Linked DNA regions of Anas platyrhynchos: region 1 is linked to region 2. Evidence: chromatin contacts called from public Hi-C data. All regions are on one chromosome and are shown on one strand. Each heading gives the region's core, a stretch centred on a gene start, on an enhancer-like site or on the middle of the called end of the contact. The rest is flanking DNA. Distances are from core to core; before and after follow the strand shown.

Evidence for each region. Hi-C and Micro-C count contacts between places; a contact is called where the count stands out from the background.
Region 1: a contact with region 2 is called in a Hi-C map of skeletal muscle, with 6 times the contacts expected there. The contact joins two enhancer-like sites. A contact is called at or near these places in 2 of 8 Hi-C or Micro-C datasets (skeletal muscle and small yellow follicle).

Annotation. Positions count from the first base shown.
Region 1 is chr1:36,485,059-36,491,294 of IASCAAS_PekinDuck_T2T, reverse strand. No RefSeq gene overlaps it. Among named protein-coding and RNA genes, the nearest start is that of LLPH, 16 kb to the left of the region's middle. Within about 2 kb of position 2,069, at least 2 of the 8 cell types and tissues checked have an H3K27ac peak or open chromatin away from gene starts, as enhancers often do.
Region 2 is chr1:36,411,807-36,417,903 of IASCAAS_PekinDuck_T2T, reverse strand. It overlaps HMGA2 (high mobility group AT-hook 2), which reads right to left. Exons shown (of 6, transcript XR_005269011.2): 5 at 898-930. Among named protein-coding and RNA genes, the nearest start is that of LLPH, 89 kb to the left of the region's middle. Within about 2 kb of position 3,258, at least 2 of the 8 cell types and tissues checked have an H3K27ac peak or open chromatin away from gene starts, as enhancers often do.

The sequences.
Region 1 (6,236 bases), core at 820-3,319, 75 kb before region 2:
ATATGACTCGATGGGAAAGCCATTAGTTTTCTTCCCTGAGGTTACACTGGGATCCCATCTGGTGATTGCTAATAAATGTGGATACTTTCTGAAAAAGAGCTTGCATTTAGATTCTAGCATGAATTACTGGGAGCGCAGCTTCTTGCAGTTTCATTCATGCACTTCAGTGAAGCCGAATTCGTAATAACTTAAAACTTGATAAAAAGGAGCACGTTGCTCACAGGACATAAGCCTTCAGTTAATCTTTTTTGGTTCTGTTGCAATTATTTGTGAAATAGGATTGTGTTTGTTTGCAATTAGCAAATATGTAAAAATACCTTTGAGAAGATCAAAAGCAAGACCATTAAAAGCAATTTTATATTTGATTGTAACTACCAAGTGCTTACCTTAAAATAACAACTTTAATTATCAAGTGAGTGTCTGAATGGCTTTCCTCCTTAGCGGGATGAAATCTAAATCCTATTTATCTTTCCTCTGAGCCATTCAGAGCACTTAGGCAAGTCGTTTCATTTTCATATGTAATGCTAGGGAGGAAATCCTAACAGGAACAGAAACATATGTTTGTCTCAACAAAGAGGAAATGCTCATCTCTTTTCAAAATCCTATAACTTCTTGGAAAATACAGCAGTCTATTTAAAATAGTAAGCCTATTGACTATGTGCAGCCTATGTTATTTGTTAACACCACAACTATTAATTACATGGGAAAGATTGTTTTCTTTTGTTAACAAAAAAATCCGTTGTTCACTTTTTTATGTATTTTTCCTAACAAAACAATTATTAGCTGGTGGAAATTGACCCTATTTTTGATCAAAGGAGCAATTCATCTCATCCTGCAACCTAACTGCTATCTGTCATTGTAGAATGCACAGGTCTTATTTAGCTGCCGACCCCATCCAGGCATGAGAAAAGGGAGTGAGGGAAAAACCTATAAAGCCCAAAATAAAACTGCAGATTCTTCTGGTTCTTGTCAGTTTCAGTTACAGTGGGGTAGAAACAGCAGTAAATTCACTGGGGCTATATCAGATCAAAACAAGTCCGTTATAAATATCATTCATATAAACCATGTGGGACGAGAGAGAAACTGTCAGAATAAGAGAAGGGAAAATTGGTCTCTTCTGCACTTCAATAAATTATATGATGTTTTTAGAGATTATACCATGTAAAAAAAAATAAAACTTAACGTATGCTTGCCTGTGCACATGTGAATGCATGTATGTGTGCATACTCACACAGTAGTTTTAACTTAAATATTTTTCTTTAACAAAATACAGAGAGTTCATTGACTGTAGATAAAACTTGAGCACCATATAAATCTAGGAGAAAAAGAGCTTTGAAGAAATGCTTCACCTTTTCCCCAGGAGTCAACTCAGTGACCCAACCTGCTTCTGATGGGGTGAGTGACATAGTCCCACCTACTTTGCTGAGTAGCTTAGAGGGCTGTGATCACGAAAGGTGAGGAACTTTAGGGGTGTTGGGGAGGTGATGACCAAAGCCCTTGTTTACCTACACAGCTGATAGAAGAAGGCTGTTCCCTATGTTTCCCAGCTGTAGTTGAAATGAATAGTAAGAATCCTCCTGACCTACAATTTTACTAAGTTTTGTTTTTGTCTTTTTTTGTTGTTTTTGTTGTGGTGGTGGTGGTGGTTGTTGCTGTTTTAATTTTAAATTTTGAGATTAAGAACTCATTTACATGAAAAGGCGAGAAATTGCCAGATGATAAAGCACCTTCCCTCATTTACAACTTCAACAAGATCTAGAGCAGTGACTTAGCTACCAGAGTTTATTAACAAGTGAGATGTTAATATATATGTCAGTTCAGTAAAGCATAAATGAGAGAGAACATATGAGCAAAACCATAAACATTGTGATGACTACAGCTATACAATAAGAGAAAAAGAATATATTAAAATGGTGGGAGTATACCAAGCCAATTTTTTTTCCACAGCAATTTTCAACTGTTTCTTTGCCTTTGTCCCTCGATTTCTTGCCTAGGGGAGCAGAGGTCGTTCAATTCTGCTGTCAAAGCCATGCATTTGCTATTTTAGGTCCCGAGTCAGCTAAACACATAGATACTTGTTTAACTTCAAAGGGGTAAACTACAAGCTTCAAGATAAGGTTGTACTTATCTGCTCAGCATAGATTGCTTGCTGCCTTGCAGGTCAGTCCTTAATTACCACAGGGAGTAAAGCCAGAGCCAAAGAAAAAGGAGATTCAATAGAAATCAGGAATACGGAAGGGAAAAAGTATAGAAATAGGAGTCCTAACTTCAATACGGTGAAGCAAAAGGACCCACTTGCTGCCCAAAAACTCCTTCCGTGTTTCTCTGTTGGGTACTTGTGTTCACTTACATAATGATTGTGACATATCTATCTATCTATATGGCTGTAGTTGTGTTTCTGGTACAAACTGATAGCCCATCCTTAAGCACAGTTGGGAAACCAGAGCAGCATTCATTTGCTCCAACTTCAGATTCTTTATGTCAGACGGTTTAATCAGAGCTGATTATCTTTAGCACTAACCTTGAAACTACTGCGTTAATGGGGCTGTCTATGCCTGAAAGGCAAGACTATGGCATTTCGGGGGGAGGAAGGATATAAGGAGCAGCCAACCCTCTTCAGAGCTCCACCTGGATTGTGGATTCTGGATGAGCTGAAGTCTTTTGTTAGTCCTCAGTGTTCTGGGGAAGGACAAGATTCAGAATACATCTTGATGTGGAAGAGATTGATTTCAGACAGGTGTCTGTTCAGCAGCAGCAGATTCTGTCTCTCGCAGAGCTACTTATTGCTCCCCGTTTACTGTAAAGAATCATTAGACATCAAAGCCTAATGATCTCTATTGAAATTTGGGGTTCCGAAGCTTACTGCACAAAGCTTACAATCTTACTGAAGCTTACAAGCACTTCTATTTTTTGGAGCTTGTTATTTTTCTGAAGTGTTGCTGTAAGGGTTCAAGTCAGTAACTTTTGCACATGCAGGTGTGTGTAAAGTCTCAGGAGTTTGAGGGTTTCTGGAGCAGAGCAGAAAGCATTGGGCTCTGAACTGGGCTGGTAACACACTGGCAAGCCAGACCTAGACCATGTGCATTTGTACTGCTGAGGGATACAAGAAAATTCAGCTCTTGTGTTTTAGAAAATAAAGGAATAGTTTGGCAATACCTTTGATGGAGTCACGGCTCTAGTGACCTCGCTATTGCCAGGATATAAGAAACACCTCCCCTCACCAGGAAATATCCTTCCTGCTCTGCTGTGTTTTGGCTTGCAGGGGCAGGAGGATGAGGAACACAAACGGTACTACGGTGGCCATCTATCCAGAGTTAAATCGGTGTGTGTGCACTGGGCTAGCATTGACAGCAGAAAAGATGTTCTGAGTATTGCTGAAATCTGAATGTATAGATTCCCTTTGTACAGTAAGCTTCTACATTTCTTCTTGACTACAGATCATGAATGATATTTTTCTATACTTGTATTTTCGGCTGCAACTGCCATCCAGCTTCCTGAAGAAAAAATCTATAAGCTACTGCTATAAGTCACTAGGTGGAAGCATCTACCTTAATACTAGCAGTATGAATCCTCATTAGAGAGGTAAACTTTCAGTTCCTTTCTCATCTTTAATTTCTGCATCACATTACACAATGTCTTATTATCAAATGCAATGAAATGTAATACTGCTATTGTCTGGTTCAGCAAAGTACTTCAGCACAAGGCTGAGTCCATCCTAGGCCCTCACCCTGTAATGCTCGGGAATGCATTTTTTGTTGTATAACGACTTGCACCCAAAATACTTGCAGGGTTGGGGCTTCATTCAGTGAGACACACAGCTATGTGTTCGAGCTCATATAAGCAAATGCTTGAGAGGCTGAACAGTGATTTAGATGAGCCTGATTGCCTTGCAGACACCATTAGCAAAAATCTAGTGTGATGCTCTCGCAGAAGGCCTTTCTCTGAGACTCTTCTTTCTCTACCAGTATTTCCCATATCCTCCACACCGTGATTTCTCTTCTGCCTTTCCTCTCTCCACTCAGAGTAATTGATTGTCTTGCAGAAAAGTCAGGACGCCAACCATCTGAGAGTTGGGCAGATTTGAGAGTGATATTGCTGTGATAGGAAGTATTGGTCTTCTGCAGCATAGCTCTGTTAACCAGGTGGCCATGGTCCACATATCCAAAATTTGGGGTCCTGATTCTTCTCCAAAACTGCTCCTGTCACTGCAGTCTGGAATATTCACTGGAGATATGAGGCAGTGATGTTATACAAATGAGGAGACAAGTGGAGGAGGGCCATTCGGCTGGGTGTCTCAGTCTGGCACGTCAAAGGCTAAAGCTGTAGGGTGATGATTTCTGGATCTCTCCACGCTTGCCGAAAAGTCTACTGTACTCTGACTGCTCTCAGCTAGCTCTTTCTGGCTGGAGAAATGGTATAAGCATCTCCTAATCTACTTTAGGCAACAGCAGCAGGGCTAAATCAATTTAAACCATCTCAGTTAACCTGGTAGATTTTGCATAAAAGTGGATTAGCAAGTGCTGAAACTACTGCTTTGCCAGCAGAGCTCCACAGATGATAACCTCATGCAAAGGGACAGCTCTGCAGTTGGCAGCAAGGAGGCACAGCCTTCTCCGAGTCCTGCCCTTCTCAGCTGTGGCGACTGCAGCAGGAGGGCAAAGCAGCCAGACCCTCATCCAGCTCTTCCTCCACCAGTGAGATCTTCCCCAAATGCCAGCCTTTATCGTGAGTGATACGTGAATCAGAAAGAGCCGAGTTTGTTTTTCATACTGCAGACTGGAGCTTTGAGAAATAAACAAAAACAAATCTGTTTTTTAACTTGTTAACTGAACAGTTTTGATTTGAAAATCACTGACAGACGTCAAACGTGGGACCCCACAATGAAATGTTTACAGTGCTGTTTCAGAGAGGAACTGCACTTTGAAATTAAGTGAAAGTATGCGGGAAGTTTGCAGAGAAGGGCATGTGTAGGGGTAGAGAATTAAAGCATGATGGAGCCATCGGCATTCAGGGTTTAGGGAAAAAACTGGTATTCATATTCCTCATGTTTCTTCTCAATTGACAAGATGATCCCTTCCATTTGTGGTTATTGGTCTAGCTTTTGTCTTGATTTCCCTGTATTCTCAATTTGCCAGCTTTGGCTTTGTGTTATTTTCCTTTATAAATAGTACTAGTGAACTGTGCAGCTCTGCATAATTTATTGTGAAATGGATAAAGAAAATGATTTCTTTATGTTTTTCTTGTGTTTATTTTTTTCTTGTGCTAACATGTGCAGTGTGTTTCATTCAAACCGATGTATTATTTAGCATGGACTTGGTAATTGTATCCTAATTTGATGGAGAAGTGCTTAATTTTCCTGCCACTTTTTTTTTTTTTTTTTTTCTATTTAATTTTCACTTGGAACAGCAGGCACTGCTTTTTGTAACATAAATGAAGAGTGCAAGCTTCTATAATTCGACAGTCAAGATTACTTTTTTAATAGAATCTGTCTTATTTGTCTACTTTTGGCAAATCCCAAATATGACAAAGAGGAAGCTACTCTTCCAGGGTTGCAATCATATTTATAGAGTCATACCTCTTGTTTTATCTATGTAAGACTCATTTGCTTCTCAGTTCACTGTTTGTCACAGAAAGAAAAAAATTAAAGGCAGCTAGATTTTTATTTTTAAATTCAAAAGTTATAAACTACAGAAAATTGGAAAAACCCAAGTAACAATACGGAGGCAGAAGTAATCTGAAGCACATTCAGTAGGCTGTAGAAGTACAGAAAACAGGAACATCAAGAGACACTTTGTGGAGATAGCTGGCAGTAAATGAGATGCAAATCTATTGTGTGCTATGACGGCAAAACTCCCTTTGCAACTTCGGTTTGCGTTTAAAGAGGCAGCATAGAGGAACAGAGGAAGTAATTCCTTCCTTGTATGATCACACCTGCAATATCGCTTTTGTACTCTGGGCAAGGGATTAACAGAAAGCTGTGGTCAAATGGGAGAATTGTTCAGAGTGGTGAGCATCAGAAGAGGGAAGCTGGTGTGGGGAGGAGGATGCGCAGCCAGGTAGCCTGGGGGTGCATGGAGCTGGTTTGGGGCCAATGCTGGCAGCTGGCACAGGCAGCTGGCACAGGAGAAGAAAACCAGGAGAAATTTCCTTGAGAGCAAGTGGTATTAGCTTGCTGACCGCTCTCCCTTGGGAAGTGGCAGAAACCTCGTTGTTTGGAGCATGTGAAACTAGTCTAA
Region 2 (6,097 bases), core at 2,009-4,508:
TGAGTGTTGCATCATCTCACCCCTTCAACTCACAGCTAGGATGTTTTCTGTTTCTTATGTAACAGCTCTTAATTCAGATTACGGGAGACATTACAATAGTGTACACTGTACGATACTGTATTAAAACCGTACGGTAGAAAAACAGAGGCATTATTCCCTTCTGAAAGCGGACCTCTCTCCAGAAAAGCAATGAACCTTTTCTGCAGACCTGCTCCCATGCCCACATACTCTTCTCTGCTGCAGCATACATAACAAAGTGGCAGAGTTGGAATGTTTTTTGTTTGTTTGTTTGTTTGTTTGTTTGTTTTTGGCATGAGTGGGTGGGGAAAGAAAATGGAAGAGAAGACCATAAACGCAGTGTTTGGTTTCACTACACCTTAGCTTGCACTTTGTCCAAGGTGTTAAAGAAGAAAAATGCCATCCAACAAAAGATCCTCAAATGCATTAGTATTTAAGATGGTTTAATTATCAAGTTCAGTCTATTTTTTTTCTGTGGATTTAGAGACTCGTTTATACCAGTAGGGAGAAGGGTTTTACACCTGTGTCCCCCCTTCCTGCAAGCAGCCCAGGCTCATGGTTGCCCAGGGTGCCCAGCTCAAGCTGGACGGGCACCAGACATTTGTGTGGCTATGTTGTCTTCACCAGGTGGAGGCTGCATAAATGACATTTCTGAGGACATTTCTGAGCAAGCACCTTCCACTTCAAGCAGTTCCACTGCTGCTTCCTCTCCTTCCTGAGGGCCACCACGTGAATTGTCTGGGTGGCTGTGCCAAACAAGCCAGCAGCTATCCTCCATTTCATATTATTGATGCATTTCCCCTCACTCTTTACCAGTTTAAATACTGAAGACGTATTCAATTTAAGATAGAGTAAGGAATTTAAAGCATTTTTTCTTACCTGAGCAGGCTTCTTTTGAACCACTTGTTGAGGCTGAAAAATGAAACAAAAGCTTGGTGAGAAGCAAAATTTACTGAGGTCACTTAGCAGTCATTTCACAGGTGCTGGGAAAAATAGTTTCAGCATAAGAAATAAAAACACAGGCAAAACCCACAATCAGAAATGGAGAGCTTGTTATTTCCATGGATGCTGATTACTCTTTTCCCCCACTCTTTTGGCCATGAGCTGTGGGGAAGCCCTCCCTGCTGGCTATGAGGCTCAGGCAGAGAGGTGAGAGGTGAGGGACATGTTCCTGAGCCAGGGCTTCCCACCCAACCACAGCCATCCCTGCTGAAGCCATCAGGCTGGGGTGGGCAGCACCTCTGCTCCCTGGGTGCTCTGTTTTGGAAGCTGTAGCTGAATGAAAGCACTGGATGTGATTTTGGGGATGCCCATCACCAGGCTGCTTGGGTGCGTGGCCAAGGAGAGATGGGGGCTGTGTCCACCTGCTTGCCCACAACCTGGTGGCACAGCCACAGGGACCTCAGCAGCAATCTTTTTCTGGCTGCCCCTACCCAGGAGCAGGAAATATGGTCCTCAGGAGAGTCAGGAAAGCCACTGAGGTGCCGGGGCCCTGCATCCAAGCCCCGGGGAGGAGGAGGAGGATCAGTTAAGGAACTAACGCCTGCACGCTTAAAATACACCACGGCTGCTCTGCTGATGTGACCCCTGTGGGTGCTAGGAGCAGCACGAACAATAAGGCCACAGATAAAGGATGAAATCCTGACACCGTGAGCACAAAAGGGCTTTTCTTACTCCAGTGGGGAAAAGCTGCCTGCCTTCCCCCTCTCTGCCCCCCAGGATTTTCTGTTTTCAAAGTACATGAATCGCACCCAATGATTTTCTTCCTGCCCTTCCTTCCTGCCTGTTCCTAATCCCAGCCGTGATTTTAGTGCCTCACTTGGGCAGAAGCCAACATGCCGTCCCTCTGGATAGCCAAAACCCTAATTTTCATGACAGTATAGTAGGAAATAACTGGAATATTTCTGAATAAACAGTTTAGTGTAACTGGCCTTTCAGAGCAATATTTCAGTGGGAAGGATCAATGAAAATGTAAATTAAATGTAACTGATTCAATTCAGACTGCCCACCACAAGCGTCCCATTTTAACAAGAGATGCTTTGTTTATTTTCAGTCATTTTTTCTAATTCAGCGGAATCCTATTGCTGTTTTATTTTTTGTATCTCTGCCTCAGGCTCCAAGTTCTGCTCTCGAATAAATATGAGAGGGAAAAAAAAGCGATGACTGGGTCCGTCTTTAAACTTCAGGGTGGATCCTTTTCTTTTCCATTAAACTCCCTCGCAATGGAGAAGCGATTACCCAAGCACACATTTTATTGATGCCTTCTCCAGGTGGACTGCAAGCCCTGAACTGATTACGGGACATTTGCTGCCCTTGGACAAAGGAATTATTTGTTTCATAGGAATCCCTCGTAATTACAGAGTTCATTGAGCTCCTCGGTAATCTGAAGTGCTTTTCCACTTTATTTTCTTTTTCTTGCCTGCTGATTACACCTGTGCACGTGTTTACTCCCAAGCCACATGAAATCTGTAGACATTCTTAGCGGCTGACTGTTTTCTCCTGTTCAGAAATCCCCATATATTTTTGGCTGTGTGCTCTGCATTCATGTGACTCTCACACACTGTAGCTCAATGAAATCTTCTGAAAGGGCTGCCAACTCACCAAATTTTCCATGAATTAGGTCCTGACACTTCAATGAGAGGAAAGACAATGTCTGAAACAAGGCCAGCCCTGGCTTTCTGCCTAGTATGTGTCAAAGTAATTCTACCAGCTGCCCTTCTACACAGCACTTCATACTTTTCAGACCACCAGAAAGCCCCTTGAATACTTTCAGTGATAGCTGGGGCTCGGGCTGCCAGTGTGTTTTCCCAGCCTCTGGCACCCAGTGGCTCCAGACTGGACCTAGAAAGTTTTTGTGTGTGTTTGTTTTGTTTTGTTTTTATTTTTATGAATGGCTTTTGCAGGGGACTCTGACTCGAGCACAATACTATACAGCCATTCATAAAAAGCAGAGGGAAAATATTGTACTTTGCCCAGTTGGAAACTGCCTGTGATACTGACCAAAGCTCGCAGGAATCTCAGTCATTCGAGATCTTTGCTATCTCAGTGCTTCATGTCAAGAGCTCCCTGGCAGCGTCTGCTTGCTGCCAGCGAGGTTTCCAGCAGGGAACAGCGCATGTTGTGCTTTCTCCCTTAGATGGAAGAAGCGGAGCTACGCGGGACGAAAAGCAGGGCTCAGCCCCTTGGCCGGCGCTCGCGGCACGCAGCACCGACACACTGGGAGCCGTGCCCACGCCTGCCAAGCTCAGGGCTGCGGCCTGTGCGGGCTGAAGCACGGCAAGGGCTGGCACCCAGGGGCACCGCTCGCCCCGCTGGTGATGCAACCAGACAAACACTCCCTGGGTAAAACCAGCAAGGTCCAATCCTGCCAGGATCCCTGCGTCTGCTCACTCAGGGACCACGGCCCTTGGGGCAGCCCAAAGCAGGAGAACTGAGGCGGACAGGAATAATGAAAAGTCTCCTAAGCACCCCCTTGATTTCTATAACCGTTGTGGACGCGACGTCTTTGGGAACTGCTGGACACACTGTGGATACAAATGCGTCTACTCACTGAGTCCTGTGTTCACAAAGAGAGTTAAGAGAGCTTTTCAGAGACACCTCTGAGCTGAAAGGCTCTTGCAAATGCGTGTTTGACTAGTTGGGAAGAAAGGGAATCCGTCTTGGTTACGGAAAAGATTGGAACCACAAAAAAGACAAGGACAAGAGACTTTAAAGAGATGCCTCGGAGCAAAATGAAGTTGTACGTGAGACAGGGGAGCTCTGAACTATTATATATCCCTCCAGGAGACTGCAGAGTAAGATGGCAGCCCTCCTGCTCTGCCAGAGGCTGCCTTGCTTACCTAAGTGATCGCACGTAAGGGGAGCTGTGTGAAACACACAACTTTCACATTTTGCTTTTATCCCAAGTTGGAAAACCAACTATTTTACACTGAAACTGTATCAGCTGAAATTCTGGGTACCCGAAATCAAACTTTACTGGTTTATGTCAAATACAAGCGCAGGACAGTCTCAAGCAGCTTTCTTAAATCTGTTTTGAGGCAGAAAGACCAAGTGACAGTGTTGGAAAAATTCTATGACCACGTCATTTAAAAGCCTACCGTACGAGAACAAATCCAAAATACAGCAGAGTGCATGTTTAAACTACTATGTCTACACGAGCTAAGACAAAATACTGTAATTTAAAACTTTGTGATAAGATCTCTAACTTTGAAGAGAAAAAAATTAACCACGTAGAGAGCAATGTACACAAACCTTTTGGTGGTTTTATCTTTGGCTGTAAGGTTTGGAAGTTCAAAGCCCAACTGTTTATCTTCTACAGCACACATCTTTCACCGTTCCTCTGCCACCTCACCCCTCTATTTATTTTCAAATTCTGTCACTTTACCCTTTGTCAATATCCTAGATGTGTCCTTGCAGACAAAACCTTGTTCAGGCACTCCTTGCCTCTGCCAAAACCTGTATCATCAGATAACTTTTCTCTCTGTTGGTAAATACAGACACCGGTCAAACAATTTCTCTGCTTCCTACACGAGAACAAAAGAGCCGCCTCATGTGACGAGTCCATATTCATCTTGTACCAGCAGCCAGAAGTTGTATCAAATTCAATTTGTCACACCTCCCCTTCTCTAAAGTGCTTCTTCTTACCCTTTGACTTTTCGTAGCCCTATAAAAATAAGGATGGCTACGGGTAAGTCTATGTCAACCAGGACGAGCGACGCTGGAACACATTTTTAACGATCGGAGCTAAAAGCACTGGCCTGCATGCAAATCATTCACCCACTGCTGTGCCTGAAGCTCCAAGGACACGCCGCACAGTCACGGTGCTCCTAGGTTTTGTGTCTGCGTCTTCCTCTTTAAATGGGGTATTATGAAGATGTTTGACTGATGCTTCTTGGCAACAGTGACTCTCTATTTTATTCCCACAGCTTGACACAGACAAGACATTCGCATGGAGGTAGCTCTGCTGGTGAGGCTAAATGACCGTGATGGAAACTAATACCCAGTTAGGATGACATTTATAGTGCTGACAGCTCAGTGTTGCGCAGAGATCATTAAAATAATTTCATAGGTCACCCAAACACTTGTAGTTCTAAATTAAAAGATGAGTAAAACCATATTTAGACTTTTTGTCTACATATCCTAGAAAAATCAGGAAGTTCATATTATACCAGTTGAAACCAATATAATCCAAAATAAATCATGTCTTCCAAGCAGTTCCATATGACAGCGTAATAACTACTGTTCTGCCCTACAGCTTTAATTGGTTCGAGTCCAGCCTTTCCCTCACTCCTCGAGCACGCAGTGCTCCAACGCTGGGACTGGAGGCCCACAGAGGCTGTGAGAGCCTCCTCTCCTCTCAACAAAAGCAATTTCCAGCTTCACGGCCACCAGCAGGACTCCACCACAGGCTGTGTGGGGCAGCGAGCCTGCCATTCACTGCTCCTATCCAGGTATGCTCACGGCTTGCTTTGGAAATGATCTTCCCTTAGAGGGGCGAGGAGAAAAGCTTTTCACAGCATCAATAGCGAGGGGAGGTTCCCTCTCCGCCCAAGCAGGAGCTGCTCGTGTTTTGGAAGGGCAGGTTGTGAATTCTCCTGCCCACATCGCATGTTTGCAGTCAACTGGCAACCAGGGCGCCTGTGTATGCACACTGCTGTGGGTCATTAGGATGTAACAGCAAAACCATCTGGCCCTAAGAGTTCAAAGGAGATTTCACAGTCCTCTGTGCAGTCTCATAAATGAAGCTAATAGTAATCTGTGGAGAATTTTGGCAAAATCTGTGGAACTTTTATTCTTTATTTTCTATCCTATTTGGCGCTGCTCTGAGTTTTTAATACCAAATACAAAGTCAGGTCATTCAAAAAATATTTATTAGCATATTAAACTGACCTCCCCTGACTGCTGCTGGAAAACCCTGCAACATCTCAGGAGCTGCACCAATAACTTTAGCTGATGACAAAGTAAATAGCACTTCTACTCCACTTGTGGAGGAGAGCAGAAAGCATCACAGTTTTCCAAGTACACAAAGTGACATTTAATAGCTATTTGGCTGGCACTGAAATCTTATATTTTACCTGGC